Regions from separate parts of the Mus musculus genome. Here regions 1 and 2 are each linked to region 3. Evidence: chromatin contacts called from public Hi-C data. All regions are on one chromosome and are shown on one strand. Each heading gives the region's core, a stretch centred on a gene start, on an enhancer-like site or on the middle of the called end of the contact. The rest is flanking DNA. Distances are from core to core; before and after follow the strand shown. Region 1 has its middle 57 kb from the start of Gm38917. Region 2 overlaps Gm45959 (a long non-coding RNA gene). Region 3 has its middle 46 kb from the start of Gm30056.

Evidence for each region. Hi-C and Micro-C count contacts between places; a contact is called where the count stands out from the background.
Region 1: a Hi-C map of the N1E-115 cell line shows a contact between it and region 3, with 2.2 times the contacts expected there. The contact joins two enhancer-like sites. A contact is called at or near these places in 1 of 39 promoter capture datasets (hippocampal neurons) and 4 of 484 Hi-C or Micro-C datasets (the N1E-115 cell line, embryonic stem cells, forebrain and 1 more).
Region 2: a Hi-C map of uterus shows a contact between it and region 3, with 6 times the contacts expected there. The contact joins two enhancer-like sites. A contact is called at or near these places in 5 of 484 Hi-C or Micro-C datasets (cerebral cortex, cortical neurons and uterus) and 3 of 9 other capture datasets (adipose tissue, liver and pancreatic islet).

The regions. Positions count from the first base shown.
Region 1 is chr6:140,226,668-140,231,008 of GRCm38.p6, reverse strand. No RefSeq gene overlaps it. Among named protein-coding and RNA genes, the nearest start is that of Gm38917, 57 kb to the left of the region's middle. Within about 2 kb of position 1,603, at least 15 of the 459 cell types and tissues checked have an H3K27ac peak or open chromatin away from gene starts, as enhancers often do. A contact at or near this core is called in the N1E-115 cell line and uterus, where this site is marked.
Region 2 is chr6:140,056,422-140,060,907 of GRCm38.p6, reverse strand. The region is part of intron 2 of Gm45959 (a long non-coding RNA gene); the gene reads left to right. It also overlaps the pseudogene Gm44156. Among named protein-coding and RNA genes, the nearest start is that of Gm45959, 11 kb to the left of the region's middle. Within about 2 kb of position 1,972, at least 4 of the 459 cell types and tissues checked have an H3K27ac peak or open chromatin away from gene starts, as enhancers often do. A contact at or near this core is called in uterus, where this site is marked.
Region 3 is chr6:140,145,345-140,150,016 of GRCm38.p6, reverse strand. No RefSeq gene overlaps it. Among named protein-coding and RNA genes, the nearest start is that of Gm30056, 46 kb to the right of the region's middle. Within about 2 kb of position 2,111, at least 46 of the 459 cell types and tissues checked have an H3K27ac peak or open chromatin away from gene starts, as enhancers often do. A contact at or near this core is called in the N1E-115 cell line and uterus, where this site is marked.

The sequences.
Region 1 (4,341 bases), core at 354-2,853, 82 kb before region 3:
TGGATTTATTTCCAGAACCATGGGGGCCACTTTTCTGATTCTGTCAGCTTCCGAGAGCTAAGCCACTTAGGGGAAGCTCTCTTGGTGTTTGCTGGGGTCATGAGAAGGTGGCTATGGCTACCTGGTTGGTTTGCAGAGGTGGGCCAGCAGAGTCCTATGGGTAGCTTTCAGCTGCTGCTTCACAGAACCCTGGAGGGCATTTCAAGATGGCTCCACATTAAGAGCTGAGGGGCTGGGGCACAGTATGGGTTGGTAGATGGTCTTTGTGACCAAGTTTAAAACTGGAGAATCATTGTGCAGATGATATGTCATCTCTCGTTCCCATCTCTGCTAGCAAACCATTAGGTTGGAGAGCCACAAACTGCCATGACTGGTTGGGCTTTTCCTGAGGCTCTGTTGGTCTAAGGCTGGCTAAGGCTCAATTTTCACACAGAAACTCCAGGAACTCTGCTCTGGATATCTGTCTCCAATCCTGCCAAGTCAGTTTAAAGAAAGGACATCCTTGGGAGTCATTCCAGTTTCTATGGACTTAGCAATATTTTACACAGCACGGTGTTCCAAACTTCATTTGTCCTGTGTAAGGATGTTCTGTTGGATCCTCCACAGAGGGGTATTAGAAGCAAAAAGCTTTCTCACATCACATTTGAGCACAGTATTTTTGGGTGTTTATATAGCTGGTGAGTTAAGTTCATTTTAGGCAAATTCTAATTTTCTATATCTGTCTATTTATTCTGTCTATCTATCTATCTATCAATCTATCTATCATCTATCTATCTCTATGTACCTATCATCTATCCATTTATCATTTATTTTCTATCATGTCATTGTTTTGGTAACTTTTTAAATTATAATGCTATTTTATAATTTTAATAGTGAACAGATACAGGGCTGGGGAACTGGCTCAGCAGTTAAGAGTGTGTTCTGCTTTTGTACAGGACCTGAGTTCACTTTCCAGCACACACATTGGGTGGCTCACAACCATCTATCACTCCAACTTCAAGGAATGACCCGTCCATTCTGGACTCCTAGGGCACCTGCATTCAAGTATGCGTACCCCTCCCCCATGCATGAAATTAAAAATAAATCTTTAAAGTCATGAACAGATGCTTAGTACTTATTGTTTTTCCATCACAAACTCCACACACACACACACACACACACATATACACACATACATCAACATTTTCACATATCCAGAAAAAAAAAAAAAAGGGCACATAGGCTAAAAAATAGGTATAGGAAGAGTTGCTTGCTGTTTTCCTCCCAGACATCCTGAACACATGGATATTAAAAGTTAGATAAAGAGATGGGGTCTTAACAAGGAGGAAGGCCATGTGGAAGCAGGGAGATAAGAAGGATTACTGGATTAAACAGAAGATCATCAGGGAACACGCATGGCTTCTGCAAATAGGAGATGTAACAGCAGATGCCTTTCTGAGGCATGAGTTCCTCACCAATCGAGAAAAGCCACAGCAGCGAGAGGCTCCGAAGCCACTGAGTGGAGGAGCGCAGATCCTGAGAGATGGCCCAGGACCTACAGGGCCTACAGCGCCTAGTAAACACACAGGAAACGCCTTTCTAGGAACCTGGCCAGCTCGCCCAAAGGCTGAGTGCTTCAGCAAAGCTAGGAAAATATTTCAGGCGTGCTACCAGTGCCTCTGAAACAAACAATGCCACAAACTTGAAAAAGAAAAAAACAAAATCTCCAGGCTGAAACAGACTTTTCCATTACACTAATTATCTCTGTGCTGTGCTTAACAGCGGCTCGAGCTAATATTTTATTTTCATACGCACGTGTTGGTTTGAATGAGACGTTGTCTTTCTAGCTCCCAAGGAGATTTTGGTGGTTTGAAGTTTTATCTAAGTATGCCAGTCGGACAGTGCTCTGTACTACCTCCCAAGGGATGCTAAGGCAATGAGACATGTCCTTTCTCTGTCCTTGGTTTACTCTTTAGCAAATTGGAGAGAAGTAATTAAGCTGCCACGTTTAGGATATGTGAGAGGCAAACAAAGGGTATTGGATTTGTATTTATGCATTTGATGAGCGAACCCAGTTGACAGGCAGCGAGCAGCCAGGGTTACAGAGCCCTGTGCTGATCAAACGTAAGCGAGTGCTTATTTATGGGTGGTGGGATTAGCTGTGAATTTCACTTTCATCATTGCTGTCCTTTAAAACCCAACAAAAATTATCCGCTAATAAGTTAATAATCCCTAAATTGATTAGCATTAAGCATTTAGCAGGGAAACCACCATAGCCCTTACAGGTTAGGGATTAAAACGTTGTCTTTTAATTTGTGGCTCCAAGAGACATCACATCCTTTTGTCTGTGAATGCAAAGGTGAAGAGTTAATCACAGATTTGCCTTCCTGAGGGTTAGAGGCGTTAAATCCTCGCAACAGGTATGGTGTACACTGCACTGTAATAGGAAAAGCACAGCTTTGACCAGAGTGATAATAGCAACAGCCGTGTATGCAAAGTATTTTTAAAATGTGTGCTCTCTGAAGAGTTCACAGTGGTCACACCTCTCCAGTTTTTGCAGAAAACAAGATGCAGTTTGAAGCAAGTTGTTCCTGATACCATTTGTAGGGCTGGGGAGATGGTTCAGCTGGGAAGATCCCATAATGCATTTGAGCAGCTGAGTTCAGATTCCCAGAGCCAATGTAAAAAGGCTGGGTACGTGCCAGTGCACCTGTGACCCCAGTGCAGAGGGAGAGGGAACAGAATCAGGGGCTTGCTGGCTGCCAGCTGAGTTCCAGGTTCAGTGAGAGACTAACTCAAGGGGTTAAAGCAAAAAATGATAGAGTAGGTAACACAACATCTTCCTCTGTGTGTGTGTCACACACACCTGTGTACACATATGCATATACACCACACACGCATACAGATTACAGTCAAACTCTTCAGCATCATGAAGTCTTTAACAGTTTCTGGGTAGACTCAAAGGCGGAATGAGTCTCTCTATTTCTATATAGAATCAGTAGGCCACTATCTCTCTTTCAGATTTACTGAGAACTGCCAAGTTAAAACTATGCAAATGGTGAGTTGGGAATCAAATCCAAACCTAATGCCAGAGTGCACACAGTTGACCATGTGGCTTTAGTATGACTATGTATATATGTATATATGTATATAGTATATATGCAATCCCATCATCCTTTGGACCTAGGTACCATTTTGTTTCATTTTAATTCTTTTGGGACAAGGTCTCATGTAGGTCATGTTGGTCTATGGCTTGCTATGTAGGCAAGGATGATTGTGAATTTCTGATCTCCCTGCTTTTATTTCTCGAGCGCTACCACCTAGTTTATGTGGTGCTAGGGATCAAACCTAGGGCTTCACTCATGACATGCAGGCACATAATCAACTGAACTACATTCCTGGCATGTAATGTATGTAATACACACACACACACACACACACACACTTATTTTAAAATTTTATTCTAGGCAGGACTATAGAGATGACTTAGCAGTTAAAATAATGTATACTGCATTTGAGTTTGGTTCCCAGCACCCATGTCAGGCAGCTCAGCACTGTAAACGCTAACTCCAGGCAAACCCAATGCCTCTGTCCTGTCTGGGCACCTGCAGACACATGCACATACGTCTCCCTCCCTCTCAACACACACATTTAAATGAATACTAATAAAAGTCAAAAGTACCTTTACATTAAAGTCATTAAAGTTTGTTTTTAAATGGACACCTAAAACATCAAATATGTCAATAGAGAACCATGGGATGTTTCATCATGTGATGTAATGTTTAAATCAAATTAAAATTTGTCTGCTTACATATTCTCAATTCTTTATGATAACATTAAAAATCCTTCTAGTGTTTTGCAGTGTCCAAATGTTATTCACAGTAATCATGCAGGATATGTCAGACTGGGGCATCTCTCTGTTCTAGTACCCATTGGTCAGTTGTCCCTCACCCTTCCCTGTGCCATTTTGTATGGGAAACGGAATGGAAATGTGTACATAATTAAACATAACTTGGTTGTCTTGAAGCCTCAGTTGACTACTCTGAAAGACTGTACCTAAATTGGACCTTTGGAGCAAACTGTAAAGCTCGTGCTCATTTTCTATGCAACGCGTTTCCAATCATACTGATTGATTTGACCTTCATTGTGTTTTAATCAATCATCTGCCATTTATTCATCTCTCTGGTATTGGTAGCTGATGCAGAAAGTTCAAGATCATAATAATATTTTACGGACATGTTAAAGAGTTTACAGTCTTGGTAAGTAGATATTGCACATGTAAAACAACAACAATTTTCACAGCAGTGCACAACTGGGGCTTTGCTTACAGACCCCAAGAGCTCTGAAAAGTCAAGAGAAATC
Region 2 (4,486 bases), core at 723-3,222, 89 kb after region 3:
TTTCATGCAGTTCATGTAATTTCTGTCATAAATGGCAAGGAAACTTTGGCTCTGGGTCTATTGCTGAGTTATACAAGACAAATGAACTCCAAAGGACCATTAACAATTGAGACTATTCTCATGTCACCAATTGCTCTTAAACCAAACTGTCCATCATAGTCAATCATGTATTTTTTTGCATAGTTCTTACAAACTTTGGATAAATCATGTTATATTCGATATGAAAATGTTGTCTTCGTGGCTCCTCGTGAATATTAAAGAATCTGATTTTCTCACAACGATTTTTATATTTCTTGTTTGGTTGAGACAGTGTCTCCCATTCACCTTAAACTCTCTTTGTAGTAAAATATGACATTGGGCTTCTCACTCCCCTGTCCTTATCTGGTGAGTGAAGTTTTGTATTGGGATGAAGATTGACCCACTGGGCTTTGTGCGAGATACCCAAGTACTCTATTATCTGAGCAGCCCTGAATTTTATATTTCGAAAAGTATGCATAAATAAACACTTATTGGATGCAAAATTAAGCCTTGCCACCTCCCTCTAACCCCCATATTTAGCTGTTGGCTTAATAATATGGTTTGGTTTTGCACAGTAAAGGTGCTTAGTAAAATTTCCACTATTGAACAAGCTGATCCCACTGTTCTTGGATCTTGATGTGTTTCAAAAATATAGTAAATGCATTATTATAGTACCTCCTTCATGGTCAGCTTGTATTGGATTAAATAAGACAGGAGTGAATGAGTTACAGGCATGAGTCTGGGCATGAAAGAGTCCTGATTTTTTTCCGTGCTCTAAACTTAGAATATTGATTTTAACAATAGGATAAGAGTACCTTGTACAACGAGGCAACTTTGAATTTTTTTTTTTTTTTGTGTGTGTGTGGTCAATACAATAGAAGGGCCCTAAAAAGTTGTCATTTAACATTATTTTAGAAATAATTTTGGGGGCTAATGTGTGTGTGTGTGCCTGTAAAATAAAATCAGGGGTTGGAAAGATGGCTCAACAGACAACAAAGAGCTTGCTGCTAAACCTGACACCCAGAATATGATTCCTGGAACTTCGGGGTGAAAGGAGAATCACCTGCTTCCAGTTGCCCGTTGACCTCCACACATGTGCGGTTGCTTGGCATGAATGTACTCCCCCCTCTCCCACAGTCACACAGTAAAAGATTGCAATAAAAATTTTAAATGTTTAATAGGATTTAAAGAGCCGAGTGACATTATCATAAGAAAAGTCCTCCTTTCTATTCACTACAGTGTGTGCTTGCTTTAATATGCACTGTGCTCTCCTGGCAAATCCTTAAAATCCCCAAATTCTACAGAACTCTTTAAACTTTTAAAGACAAATCTTGTAGCCCCGCACGTCGGTGCGTGTCCGTAATCCCAGCACCTGGGAAAGAGACTGGAGTGTCAATATTGAGTTAAAAATGTACTAGCGGACATACAGTTTTTCTGATTTTTTTTTTCTGAGGATTTTAAGGATTTGTCAGCCAAAGGTTTCCACTGTAGGGTACAGTGTTCTTTTCAGTGACACCTTTAATATTTACTTTCTTCCTCCCTTACAGGACCTGTTCGCTGCTAGTGGCCAAGTCACTTAGTCTTCAAGAAGGGCTGGGATGAAGGCAGGAACACCACAGCATTAAAGATCAAAAGCTAACTTCAATATGCAAGGTTCTCAGCTTTGCTGTCCCCCCTGAAGTCTCTTGAGCTTTGGCCCCAGCCAGAGCTCTGTGTCCAGAACAGCAAGCTGCTCTGTGTTTTTGGTGAATCTGACCCTTTGTACCTGGTGTCTCCGTACAGTATGTTTCTGTAGTTATGTCTGTGGACTATTAAAGGAACAAACCAGAACAAGCAACGAATGGGAAATTTCCAGAATATTGTAATAAAGTGAGCTGTCCAGAGCTGAGGGGCAGAGTGTTCGGGGAGGGAGGCTTTGCCTTAGACTTGATAGGGAAGAGCACACAAGCCACATCCAGATGGTTTGCCAGCGGTGTCTGTTTATGTCATCAGAGGGGGATCTCAGACAGATGAATAAGGAACGCTCAGTCCTGTGTCATGTTGGTCGTCTTTAGGGCGCAGGGATACACAATTTAGTTTGTCATGTAGGAGATAAAGAATGGGCATTCTTAAGGTTAGTGTCTGGCCTTGTAACCCATAAATGAAGGGCTTGTCTATGTCTGGGGAGAGTGAGGGGAAAGAGTCGAACTCTCTATCTTATTGAACTCAAAGCTTCTTTAGTTGTGGGTCATAACCCTGACTGGGGTTGTGTAACTGAATGTAAGAGCTATAAAAATCTGGCAAGTGTAAAGGGTTTCTGGAGGCACAGAGCCCCCTAAATTAATTCAAAATAAAACACACAAAAGTTGAGTTGTCTTTGGTAGTTACTGTTCACATTGCATCATGGGGAATCAATGCAGCCTCAGGTCTGAGAACGCATGTGCAGCCTCAGATCTGAACACGTATGTGCACTTTGCACTCTGCGCACATCACACCCCACGACACCATCACAAGCTGCCCGAAATGCAGCTCAGAATGGAGATCGTTGCATGCCAGGAAGCACAGTGTTGCCATTGTACATCTAAAGGTTTCTATACTGCCATAAAGTGATGTCATTATGGATAACAAAGACTTTTAATATCTTGCTACTATCAGTCCTTGGCATGCATTAGCATATTGCTGTGCTGTACTGTGTTTGCTAAACAATCCCTACCATCTCATCAGGATGCAAATTGATTTTAATCTTTAATAAATGATTGAATCATATGTACACTAAAGAATCGCTTTAAAATAAATTTGTGATTGGCCATCAGTCAATATTTTGTTTGTACGTTGTGCCCCTGTAAACCTGAGGTCGTGTAAAAGTTTCTCGGGTGGAGAGAAGTCATGATGGACAAGCTTTAAGACGTCTTGATGGCTCCAGTGCTGCAGCAGCGTGGCCGCCCCCCTTTCACCCGGCTGAAGAGCTGGTACATCTGGGTGAAGTTGGGTAGCCTGTTCTCACCCAGCAGGAGCTCCAGCCCTTTCTGCAGAACTGCTGTCAAATGTTCTCCTAAAAGCTGTTTCTCCACACAGGCAGCCAAAGGTTTTTGTGTGCTGTGGTCTAAGAAGGTGATCACTCGGTCTGCTTCCTCTTCTAGACGTTTCCTCACATGGCTAAGGTATTCTAGAACCTCCCTGTCCTGCATCAGCCTCTGACCTTCAGCAGCATAGACAGTCTCTTCCTAGAACTTCAGGTTAAATGAGTCTTTCTGCACCCGGAGATCTGAGAGTGTGCTTAGCAAACTCCAAAGCAGCCTCCTGTCCACAGCCTCTCCACTTTGTTCACGACTTTGGGACAACCATTGTCATCAATCCTGAGAAAGACAAAGACATGGTCCAACACCTGCTGGAATTTGAGGACAAAGTGGACCACATGGTGGAGGTATGCTTCCAGAGGAATGAGTGCTTCATCAACCCGATGAAGGAGTCCTTCGAGATGTTCATCAACAAGAGAACATACAAGCCTGCAGAGCTCATTGCTAGGTGATGAGGGCAACAAAAAAGCAACCGACGAGGAGCCGGAGAGGATCCTGGACAGGATCATGTCTCTATTTTGTTTCATCCATGGTAAAGACGTCTTTGAAACGTTTTATAAGAAAGACATGGCAAAATTGCTGCTGGTCGGGAAGAGAGCGTCGATGGATGCAGAGAAGTCCGTGCTGTCCAAGCTCAAGTGTGGTGAGCTCAGGGTGGGCCGGTCCCCGGGCGGGCACCATGCCAGCTCTATCTCACCCTTTTTTCACATACGCAGAGTGTGGAGCTGCATTTACCAGCAAGCTGGAGGGCATGTCCAAGGACATGGAGCTCTCCAAAGACCTCATGGTTCACTTCAAACAGCATATGCGAACCAAAGTGCACCAGGCCCCATTGACCTCACGGTGAACATACTCACCATGGGCTACTGGGCCACATACACACCCATGAAAGTGCGCCTCCCTCCAGAGATGGTCAGACTTCAGGAAGTATTCAAGATGTTCTACCTGGGCAAGCGCAGTGTCCGGAAGCTGCAATGGCAGACAACACTGGGACATGCCATGTTGAAGGCAGACTTTAAGGAGAGGACAGCGAATTGAGCACACTGCAATCTCTCGACGGTGGTAAAGCACGGGTCCTGATTAAAAGTCCGAAAGGAAAGAAGGTGGAAGATGGAGATAAGTTCATCTTCAATGAAGACTTCAAACACAAGTTGTTCAGAAAAAAGATCAATCAAATCAGGATGAAGAAGACCGTTGAAGAACAGGTTAGCACCACAGAGAGAGTATTCCAGGCTAGGCAGTGCAAGATCGACGCAGTTGTAGTCAGAATAAAGAAAATGCAGAGGATTCTTGGTCATTATCTCCTAGTGTCTGAGTTATACAATCAGCTGAAATTTCCCGTGAAGCCTGGATATTTGACAAAAGGATTGAGTCACTTATAGACAGAGACTATATGGAACAAGACAAAGACA
Region 3 (4,672 bases), core at 862-3,361:
CTATCTTCTATTTGTCTATGTATCTTTGTATCTATCTATGTGTCTGTCTGTGTATCTATCTTCTATCATCTATCATTCTATCTGTCTAACTATCTATACATCTATCATCTGTCTGCCTGTCTATCTCTCTCTCTCCATATATATATATATATATATATATATATATATATATATATATATATATCATCTGTCTGCCTGTCTATCTATCTTCTATCATTCATCAATCTATCTCTATGTATGTATCTATCATCTGTCTATCTTCTATCATCTATCTATCTATCTATCTATCTATCTATCTATCTATCTATCTACCTATCTATCTATCTATCAACCACCTGTTATTTCCTTCGGTGTGCATGTGGTGGTGGGGCTGGACAGCATCACTTTCCACAGAGCGCATATGAAAGTCAGAGGACTTCTTTCTCCTCCGAGTTCAGACTGTGAGGCTTGGCAACAAGCTACTTTACCAACCATCTCACCCATTCTTTTGATGACATTTTAATAAAATGCTTTCATGAAGTCAATCTGTAAATGAGGTGACAAAATGAAAATATTCTCTGAGCTAAAACTCACATTATAGATCAAGATTCATGGACTGGGTATCTGTGTAGAGGCAGAGTTTATGGCTTCATTTGTTTCTTCGAAAATTTGTTTTATTTCTCAAAGGATTTGAGTATCTTAAAACACATACATTTCATTGAGAACATCAAAAAAATCCTTAAACAGGAAAATAGTAAGTAAATAAAAATTAGAAGTGTAAAGCCGAACTCACAGGCAGAGTTAAGTAGAGAGTTTGGGATACCCATGCCTCTGCGTCTGTTTTCAAACTTCTCATTATAGAAAGGTAAGAGCTAGGGCTAGAGAGATGGCTTAGAGGTTGAGAGCACTGGTGGTTCCTCCGAAGGTTCGGGGCTCAATGCCCAGCAAGCATATGGCGGCTCACAACTGTCTGTAACTCCAGACCCCTGGGATCCGATGCCCTCTTCTGGCCTTCCTGGGCACCGGTAATACATGTGATGGAAAGACATGCATGCAGACAAAACACCTATCCTTTAAAAATAAATATAAAAACTTAACACTCACCTACCCTCCCATACCCCCACACGTGTGCACGCATGCATGCACACACAGGCACATGAGGGTAAGACCTAACACTCTTGAGTTAACTACACTGGATATCTATGGCGTTCACGTTGCCTAGTGAATAGAGGCTTCACTAGGCATTCCAGGGTAATTTTTAACAGGTGGATTATGACACTGGTCAGAAAAGCACAAACCTGCTTTACTTCTTCTTATAACAAGATCTGGCCAGACACAAAATCCAGAGACTGTCAGCGATTTTAGTGAAAACACCAAGTGGGACTCATTAATTTCCTTCTCATCTCTCCCACAGACCGCGTTTGAGAGTTTCCTTTGGAAACCATATTGTGAGGCACTGAGCACATAGGCACACAAACCTTGCGAGGCACGATGCACTCGACTGTATCAGACATTTCTTTGTCAGAAGGACTGGCAGCAAAATGGCTCTGGTGGGAGTCTTACTGGGAACCACCCACGTTCTCCCACATGCCTCTCTGTGGTTCAACCATTCAGCCACCAGGCTTGTGGGTCTCAGGAAACCACCTGCAATCACTCTGGGGGAGAACTCTGTGTCCCTGCTGTGTATCCAGCAGGCAACTGCTTATTATTGTTGTGGATGTCATTATCATTAATTTTGAATGCATTAGGTGGGAGGAGGGGATGAGGAGGAGACTCGTGAGAGGGTGGGGATGATGGTGTGTTGGGGCTGAGGGATGCCAGCTGGAGAGGAGACGCATTTTAAAGAGGATAATTGAGAGGGGAAGAGAGAGAAACAGGGAACCTCACAGAAGAGAAGCAGGTTTGAGTAGTAGAATCAGTGAGAGAAATCAAGGTGACATTTTCATTGTCCTAATGTGACCTGACTGTTCCCGGGTAAATGCCAGCTTGTTCATTTCTGAGAGACTAGAGGAGCAGAAGCAAGAAGACATTCGAGGTCTTTGTCACTCCTCGGTGACTCTGACCTCTGAGACCAGAAGGTAGCCAAGGCCGCTGCAGAACCAAGCCTGCGGGAGGAGGGAGCGGCTCTCTGTGTTGATGACTCATTCTGGCACCAGCTTGACCTTATGGAACTAATTTAGCTGCACTGGGCTGAACCTAGTCATAATTAATAACAGGATATCTGTTTATATATAAGGTCCAAGTGTTACCAACAAAGGAAGTGGCTGGTGGAAAGAGACAAAGGGGAAAATAAGTGTTGGGGTAGTGGTTTCTTGGAGGACATCCTACAAGGCAGGTGGAGGGCTTGTAGATATGTTCATACACAAGTGCAGCCAAAGTGTGCCAATGTTTCCATCCTTATTAGGGACCAGCTCAGAGCCTTTACCATGTAACTCATGTAACTTCTGCACAGGCCTGTGCAGCAGCTGTCATTATCCCCCAGCAGAGGCTGGGAAAATAGCTTGCTTGGTATAAGCTTTAATAAGGTTTGAACTGGGCCGACATGATTTGAATCCGAACATGTTTTGACCTGCAAAGTCACCATAAAATCTTAGTTGCATGTAGAAGAGGTAGCTTGCCTGTGTATTTAAAAGCTAGTTGTCATGACCTTCTAGTGGAGTCATTATCTCTTTATAGGATGTACCTTAGTCCTAAAAATCTCACTGAATCAATTGATCCTTCAGCCTTATAAAACACTAAATGATTTTGTGGTCCGTAGAAAGTGAAAGGAAATGGACTTTGAAAGGAGAGAAAACCTTGATTTTTTATTTTGAGACAGTGTCTCATTTTTTTTTGTAACCAAGTCTGGGAACTCATTATGTTGCCAATGCTAACCTTAAACTCTCTCTCTCTCTCTCTCTCTCTCTCTCTCTGTCTGTCTGTCTGTCTGTCTGTCTGTCTGTCTGTCTTTCTCTATCATTTACCTACTTACCTACCTACCTATTGAAAGAAAGTTTTATGTGCCCAGACTGGCTTTGTTTTTGCTGTATAGTTGAGACTGAGTTTAATTCCCGATTCTCCTGCCTCCACCTCCTCAGAATGAAGAGTACAGGTGTGTACCATCCCCATTGCTTTATGCCGTGCTAGGCATCAAACCCAAGACCTTGTGTGTTGGGGATTGGCTTGGTGATGCTATGTATTCAAATGCTAAATACTGGCCTCTAGAATCTGGGTGCCCACCAGGAAGAGATCCTCAGGTTCGCAAAGTGGTGCTATGGAAACCCTGCTCTCCAGTTGAAAGTTAATTGGTTAATTAAAAGCTAGAGCCTGTGACTGAACCGTAGGGAGAGAAAGGCGGGTGTTGAGGACTGAGTGAGGAGGTCTCAGGAGAGAATAAGAGAAGGGAGGAGACCAAGAGAGGAGGAGGAAGCCATGAGAGGAGATGGACCATGAGCATGTGACCAGGAGGAACAGCAAGTGACAAGGGACATATGACTGGGATGCATGTTAGAATAGCTCCACACCTGCCCAATCTAGGCTTACAGTTTGTAAATAAAATACTTGGATTGTGTGTCTTTTATACAGGTCAGCTAGACTATGTAATTTATTTTATACTTGTGCACATTCGACAACGCTCTAGTAACTGAGTTACAGCTCCAGCCATTCAAGATCTACATTTAAAGTAAAATAATTAAGAGTGGAGGGGAAATGTGCTAAAAATGGTATTTTAATTGTATGTAGTGTTACGTTTATATGTGCAAGAGCTCAAACTGTCAAGCAAAAGTGTTAATATTTGATCACAACCTTCCTGTAAAATGCCAGGAACAACGAGAAAAAAAAGATCAAAGCTGCAAGAAGTCTGTGTATATATAAAGCTGTAAAAGGAATAGTACCGAGCATATATATAGAATACCTATGAAATTAATGATGGTAAAGGCAGAGCCATGTAGAAAACAAGGCAAAGACAGTGAAAACTAATTTTTAGAACTAGACACTGAATGCTAATTTAAAGACAGATTCCCGTGACACGTGTAGTGAAGAAAGCCACAGTCCTGACGACACCTGCTGAGGAGGCTGGCTGCAGTGACTGAGGACGTGAGTTAACCCAACAATTACACTGTCAGGGAGAACGCATGTTTATAAGGTTCACATACATACATACTTATCCTCCGACTCTACACTGTGGGGCTATACACAGAAATAAAAGTTGCAGGAGTCAACAAAAAGCACTCCACAAAAGCTTTTCATTTGCTTTTTAAGTAATTTTACAATTTTTTCTTTGACAATTTCATCCATGCATGGCATGTACCCTAGTCAAAGCCACCCCTAGCTCCCCACTCCTCTCTCACAACAGAAAAGTTTTTAAAACAAAAAAAGTTTAAAGTATATAAGTATATTTAAAAATGCACATTTATGAATATATCCTATAATTTCCACTTATATATGGTGGTGTAATTAGATTTTATAATATACGTTCATTTATAATTTAAGTCATATTTAAGTATATAAAACATAAATCTTTTTTTTTGATGTTTTCTTTGGACATTCTTTTTTTTTCCAATTTTTTATTAGGTATTTTCTTCATTTACATTTCAAGTGCTATCCTGAAAGTCCTCCATACTCCCCCCCCCCTCTCCTACTCCCACTTCTTGGCCCTGGCGTTCCCCTGTACTGGGGCATATAAATTTTGCAAGACCAAGGGGCCTCTCTTTCC